Linked DNA regions of Mus musculus: region 2 is linked to region 1. Evidence: chromatin contacts called from public promoter capture Hi-C data. All regions are on one chromosome and are shown on one strand. Each heading gives the region's core, a stretch centred on a gene start, on an enhancer-like site or on the middle of the called end of the contact. The rest is flanking DNA. Distances are from core to core; before and after follow the strand shown.

Evidence for each region. Capture Hi-C pulls out chosen DNA fragments and counts their contacts.
Region 2: a promoter capture Hi-C map of adipose tissue shows a contact between it and region 1. The contact joins the promoter of Depdc1b here to the promoter of Smim15 in region 1. A contact is called at or near these places in 2 of 39 promoter capture datasets (liver and pre-B cells), 9 of 484 Hi-C or Micro-C datasets (CD4 T cells, the G1E-ER4 cell line, Sertoli cells and 6 more), 2 of 115 datasets of contacts at active chromatin or transcription factors (memory CD8 T cells and pancreatic cancer cells) and 4 of 9 other capture datasets (adipose tissue, embryonic stem cells, liver and 1 more).

The regions. Positions count from the first base shown.
Region 1 is chr13:108,043,050-108,046,079 of GRCm38.p6, reverse strand. Smim15 (small integral membrane protein 15) reads right to left here and starts at 1,606. Exons shown (of 3, transcript NM_001048250.2): 1 at 1,594-1,606. Gm41055 (a long non-coding RNA gene) reads left to right here and starts at 1,609. Exons shown (of 5, transcript XR_003950673.1): 1 at 1,609-1,874.
Region 2 is chr13:108,314,778-108,318,050 of GRCm38.p6, reverse strand. It overlaps Depdc1b (DEP domain containing 1B), which reads right to left and starts at 1,714. Exons shown (of 11, transcript NM_178683.4): 1 at 1,582-1,714. The coding sequence starts at 1,629.

The DNA.
Region 1 (3,030 bases), core at 357-2,856:
ACCAGGAGAGTTTTACAGAGACAGGCTGGAGAGAGAGAACAAGCTAGACACAGGTGAAGACAATGAGCCAGAGGATGAGAAGCCAGAAGAGCAGAACACATTGCTAGAGTCTGAGGTCAAGCAGAGCAATTCAGAAGAGGAGAAAGAGAAGCCAGATTGAATCAGTCAACTTGGCGAGGAGTTTGAGCTAGAACAGCTAGCTGAGTAAGTGAGTTAGCCAGCACACAGGAAGAACAAGAAAGGATGCGCTTTTCAGCAATAAGTCTCAGAAGCTGAAAACACTCTAGGCCTAGATAAGATTGTGTGGAGGCTAGAAGCTTCCGGGACTAGGCCTGGGTTAGCAGACTGAGCAGTAAGCCTCAAAGATGACAATTACAACAGGAGAATAAAAGATACCTTTACAGTAAGATTAGAAATGGAAAAAAAAAAAAAAAAAAAAAAAAAACCTCTAAATTCTCCTCTAAACACAAACAAGTAAAAACATCTTTCTATAATAGTATAGCCTCTTAACACCTATTTCTCCCTAAATTACAACTGCAAATGTCCCAAAATAAGAGTTCTAATTCGTAGAAGCCAAGTATTCTACGTAAATTATTTGAGTACTAAAGTTTTGTCTGAATAATAATGACTTTCACTAACATAAAAAAAATCAAGCTGGCTGGCTGACATGTTACAGGTACCATACCCATAAAGATTTTTAATCTTTGCGTCTACTGTTGGGGATCCAACCCAAAGCCTAGTAGAGCACAGTAGACAGATGCTCCACCGCTGACCAACCAAGAATTTAAACTGCTTGTACTTAAGAATCCTCATTTATTCGTTGGATTGGGTACATCGTTACAAAGTCAAACACTATGCTTTGCTCTTTAAAGGTTTTGTGGTCTGTAGTTCAATTAATGTACCTTACAAGAAAATAAAGAATTACCAAAATAATTATGGTACCCACAACCCGTCACATCAAGAAAACTATCACTGGATTTAACTTCCATGTCCCCATGCTATCTCCGTATTTGTATCAGAAACCATGCCCCTACTTTCAGCACATTAAACTTTCTGGAGACGTTAACCATCCAGTCCCTTGTCGCTACGCCCTCGCCCAGTTGTAACCAGTTTGCAGGAAGGTCCAAGAAAGATCGATCTTTCTCGAGTCCAGTAACGAACTAAATACAAGTCTGCGAAATCCGCCCAACTTTGCAAATAAGACTAGCGCGACTTGATGACTAGGCTATGGCAAAGTTACGGTCCACAGGCCACACATCTCGAGAGCACCTCAGTCTCGCACCAAAACATCCTCGCCTTACTTTCAGGCACATTCCTTCACCTCACAAAGCCTAGGGGACCCGGAGCTGCACCAGGCGTCTCTAGACTTACAGCTTCTCTCCTAACTTTCCCCGCTTAGCATTCTCCTTGCCCCGGGCCATGTCCACGGCCATCAGTCGGCCTCACCGGCTAAGGACGCCGCCCCGCCGAGCGAAGCCGGGCAGGACCCGCGGTCAGGAGCTCAGAGAGCCGGGAGAGCCCGGCCACACGCTCAGCTTAGGCTACAGCAAGCCACCGCAGCCCTAGGGGATCCCCGCTCCCATTCCCACTCACCGCCAGGCAGGAAAGTGGAAAGCGGAAGCCGCTCCGCTCAGGTCCCGCCCGAAGGCGGGGCGGGGCGGGGCGGGATGAGGAAGTGGCGGGCGGGTTTCCGGCGGCGCAATGTCTAGAGCCATAGCGGGAGGGCGGGGAGGGGCGGCGCGGCGAGGCGAGGCGAGGCGCGGAGGCTTCGTGTCCGCGGTCGGGGATGCTGCCGCGCGCCGCTTCGTGTGCGCTGCAGGTGGGGCATCGTGGCCTCGCGTCCTGCGTGGGACGCCGGCGAGGAGACGGAGTGGGTGAGGAGTTCGTCCAGGGGACTCTCAGCCCAGAGAGCCGCAGCTAGACACGAGGGGGACCCCGCAGTCTCCTTAGAGCCTTCTCGAGGCCGTGGAAGGACTGGCGTGTTCCCTAACTCGCCCCTCACTCATGCTGTAGAGTTGAACAATAGTTAAATATTTAAAGATTTGGCCAAGCAGCAGCCCGGCTGGGATGTGTCCAGTGAACCTTGGTAGCAGGGGGAAATGCTGCCACGCTGTGGGAAAGAGGTTCCGTTGTTTGTTTTTCATTTAAGAGCCTAACTTACTTCACAAAGGAATGGTCGATACTTGCCCCAAAGTAAACTGTCAATAATTAAACTGTCAGGGCATAGAGATCGCAATACATAAATAAAGGACTTCAAAAAGTCAACAAGCAGAAAGGGGTGCGTTAAATGGGTCTCCTAATCTACAGGGACGGAAAGATTAGCTCTGGTTTGGTTGGTGCTCAAATTTTGTGATTGCTTGCCTGAACTACTTGCTCTGTTTGACTGCCTCTGGCGAATGTTGCAAGACCTCCTCGCTGTTGTGTGCCAAATAAAGCAAGTTTTTATTCCTGAGAGACTGTGAGCGTTCCCTTTGAGGAGCAAGCCGAGACATGTATGAGTAGTTAGAGTATAACAACAGTAACCATTATTTACCAAGGAGCAGACTTTGGCAGCTAATCTAAGGATCTAAAATACTGCTACCCGGGTATATGCTAATGGCTGCATATTGTAATGGCAGCCGTGGTTTTCTTATTCTTGTGTGAAAGCCTGAAGGATTGCTTAAAACCTGTACAAACAAGCGTACCCATAACCGGCTTGTATCCATAACCGGCTTGTATCCGTGACATGTTCACTTCAGTAGATGGTTCCTCACAAGTTCTGCCTCCCAGTGTGTTGCTCTGTTTTATCTCTAAAGGACCCAGGGTCCCCGCAAGTCTTGGGAATAAAAGGAAGCAGTACCGTAAGGAAGGAACTGAGGAGGGGGTGCACCAGCCTAATCGTGCACAGTACACACACTTACAACGGAGAGAAAGAAAGCAGCAAGCTTCTTTGGCTATTGGAGACCTAGCCTTCACACTCAGATTTTAGGGCTCTCTCTTCTGGTGTATTAGGCAGGCCTGTGCAAGCCCAAGAACAGCATAGAGGTTGCC
Region 2 (3,273 bases), core at 465-2,964, 270 kb before region 1:
TCTCTTTATCTTGTCGCCGTTCATACCTCTTAGAAATGAGCCCTAAAGAAAACCTACATCCACTATTCATTTCACCCTCTCTTAAAATAAATGGGACCATTCTGGGGGTTCTGTGGATTACACAACGAGGTCTCCTAGCCTCTTCACAGGCACCTTAGCCATGTGGCTTTTACCACCTCTCCATGCTAAAACGTAGAAAAGGGGCCTTCAAGGTGGCTCAGTGGGTAAAGATCCTTGCCACACAAGGCTGGCAACCTGAAAATGCTTTCTTTTTAATAAAAATGAATGTCTAGATTATAGACTCAGCCATTTCATTTGCTTTGGCCAATGATGTGTGAACAAAATGTCATGATACCATGAGCCCACTTTATGAAGAATCTGAGCAAACCTGTCAAAACTTGGTTCAACCAACACTGAAGACCAGGGTACCACGTGACACCACCCAGTGCCAGTCAAATCACCAGATAGTGACACATGAATGATTTCCATTGGAAGAACCGCTGACATGAGTCCAGCCCAGACCAATGACCCTATGCAAATATGTGTTGTTTTCAGCCAAATGAAACAAGACCACAGACCCTAAAATCTTAGGGGAAACTTTACATGTGCCATGTGATCTTTTGTGTGAAGATTCATAATCTTTATTTGATTCTCCACGCGTCCCATAAGTCTAATAAAACAAAGGTCTAGCAGCCTGAAACCTAACTTCCCATCTGTAGAAGGTGGCTTGACTCCGCAGAACACAGACTACCTGGCTCTGGAAAGAAAGAAAACTACATCTCTAGCATATGAGTCTAAAACATGAGTTTGGATATTCATCCCCACCTTTTCCAGAGTAGAGAGCAGGTGAGACTTTATTGCAAGGCAATGCAGCTATGAGTCTTCACAGACAAAACTCAAAGTCCTCTAAAACCTTCTGTCTATTCCATTGTCCTAATCCGTTTGAGGGAGAAGTCAGTAAAAGTACTTCCTCCTAGAAATAAGTTTCTGAGTGGCAAAACTTGTTTCCACAAGAAAGACCCTTACCCTGGTGCATCAGCAAAGCTTTTAGATCACCTATCAGAGCTGATCCGCTACTTGAAGTAGGTGCTGACAACTGAAACTCCGGGGGCAGGAACCTTAGAGGGGCAATCCACCTCCGTGCAGTGCACCGTTACAAAGAACACTTGTCAAGTGTCAACAGTGTCACTCAGGAAGGAGTCACGCCCTGCCTGGAGCACCGCAGTCCGCAAGAGCTACCCCCATAGGTGGTCCTATGGCTCCACCCACGGTCGATCTTGCCCTGGAAGCTAGAGTAGGTCCCTAGGACAAAGGGGAACGCGATCGCCTGAGGTTCGGTTCCCCGTTAAGGCTGAAGGCGCCGTCCAAAGCCGAGCATCCAACTACCGGCGGCAGAAGTAGTTCATGCCACCTTGGTAGGGCTGACTCCGGGCCTCGTCTGCCCGCTGTGGGACAGAGTGTGCAGCAGCGACCGGAGCAGGCACACGACCACCAGCACCGGCAACCCCCGAGCGACTGCACACTGCCCGAGTCTTGGCGGTGACAGCGGCGCGGGGTCGGCTCGGCCCCACTCTCACTCACCAGCCTGGTGGCCCGGTACGGCCCGGGTCCCACTACGCGGTGCTCCATTGCCAACGCGCAGCAGTCGCGGGGCAACGCCGGCGGGGACTCCAGACGGAGCTCGCCGCGCCGCAGTTTGAATCACAAGCCCGGAGCTTCGGGGCGCTGATTGGACGTTGCGAGGGCACGTGACAGGAACTGTGTGGTGGGCGGGGCTGTTTGTGTCCTGGATTTCACTACCCGGGGTTGCGCCTCCAGCACCTAGGAGGAAAGAACACTTTCTCCTCGCCAATGGGCGCTCGGATGCTTGCGGACATGACTGATCGCGCCGCGTACCGCCGGCACACAGTGGATGGCGCTGCCCAAAACCTACCGGGACTGTCCCTGCCGCGAGTCCACTCGGAACACCAGCTCTGCAGCCTCGGAGCCCAGTGAGCCAAACCTAGCTGGAACCCGATAGATAATTCCTGTCAGCACCCAGGGCAGAGAATCCGGAGGTTAGCAAAGAGGAAGAAGTGGGTGGTGAAAGGAAGCGAGTTGACTTGACAGCTGTCCAAGGGGAAGGACATTTCTAAAGCAGATAAAGGCAACCTGCCATAAGGAGTGTAGAAAGAGCGATAAGGAGAGGCATGGTCAGCGTCTGCTGTGTTCCCTTGATAAATAAAGTACAGTAATCTTTCTCCTCCTTGAACTTAGGTTTTGTATTTAGGAATCTGACAGAAATTGTCAGTCCTTTGTGGGGTTGATGAATTCGTCTTCTCTGCACTGAATCACCTACACATCTCCTGCCCGTGGGAATTGCTGGTCCAACTTGCAACTGTTGAAAGAGACAAATGACTTCACTTTATACTATATGCCTTTAGCTCGGTGACAATGAATCTATGTCTGGACTCCTCCGTGAAGACTGCTGAACAACTCCACCTTGATCATAGAAGGTGATAGGCAATAGACATATTAGACAGTGATTAATTCAATAGCTAGTGATTAATTCAGACCCTCAAAACTGGTGAAAGTCCTGAGAATAAATAGGGCTGAGCATGGGACACTGGTATGAACACCCGTAAGATGCTGTCTTCCGAACATAATATGGTTGACCTGGCTGTTCATTCATGAATTCACAGCAAGACCTACACACGATGGAGCCTGTCAATCAATATTCTAGCATACCAGGGCAGGAAGGGCGTATGAGCCAGTAGTGAGGAGATTATTGGAAATGAATGGCTGCTGAGAGATGCCATCTATTTTCTTCCAGTAAAGAGCCTAACACCCATGCTCATGTTTGGAACCCTAATTAAACTCAGTGAGTCACTGTCTTAATCAGGGTTTCTATTCCTGCACAAACATCATGACCAAGAAGCAAGTTGGGGAGGAAAAGGTTTATTCAGCTTACACTTCCATACTGCTGTTCATCACCAGGGAAGTCAGGACTGGAACTCAAGCAGGTCAGAAAACAGGAGCTGATGCAGAGGCCATGGAGGGATGTTCTTTACTGGCTTGCTTCCCCTGGCTTGCTCAGCCTGCTCTCTTATAGAACCAAGACTACAAGCCCAGAGATGATCCCACCCACAAGGGACCCCTTGATCACTAATTGAGAGAGTGCCTTACAAATGTATCTCATGGAGGCATTTCCTCAACTGAAGCTCCTTTCTCTGTGATAACTCCAGCCTGTGTCAAGTTGACACAAAACTAGCCAGTACAGTCACTAAAAGAAAA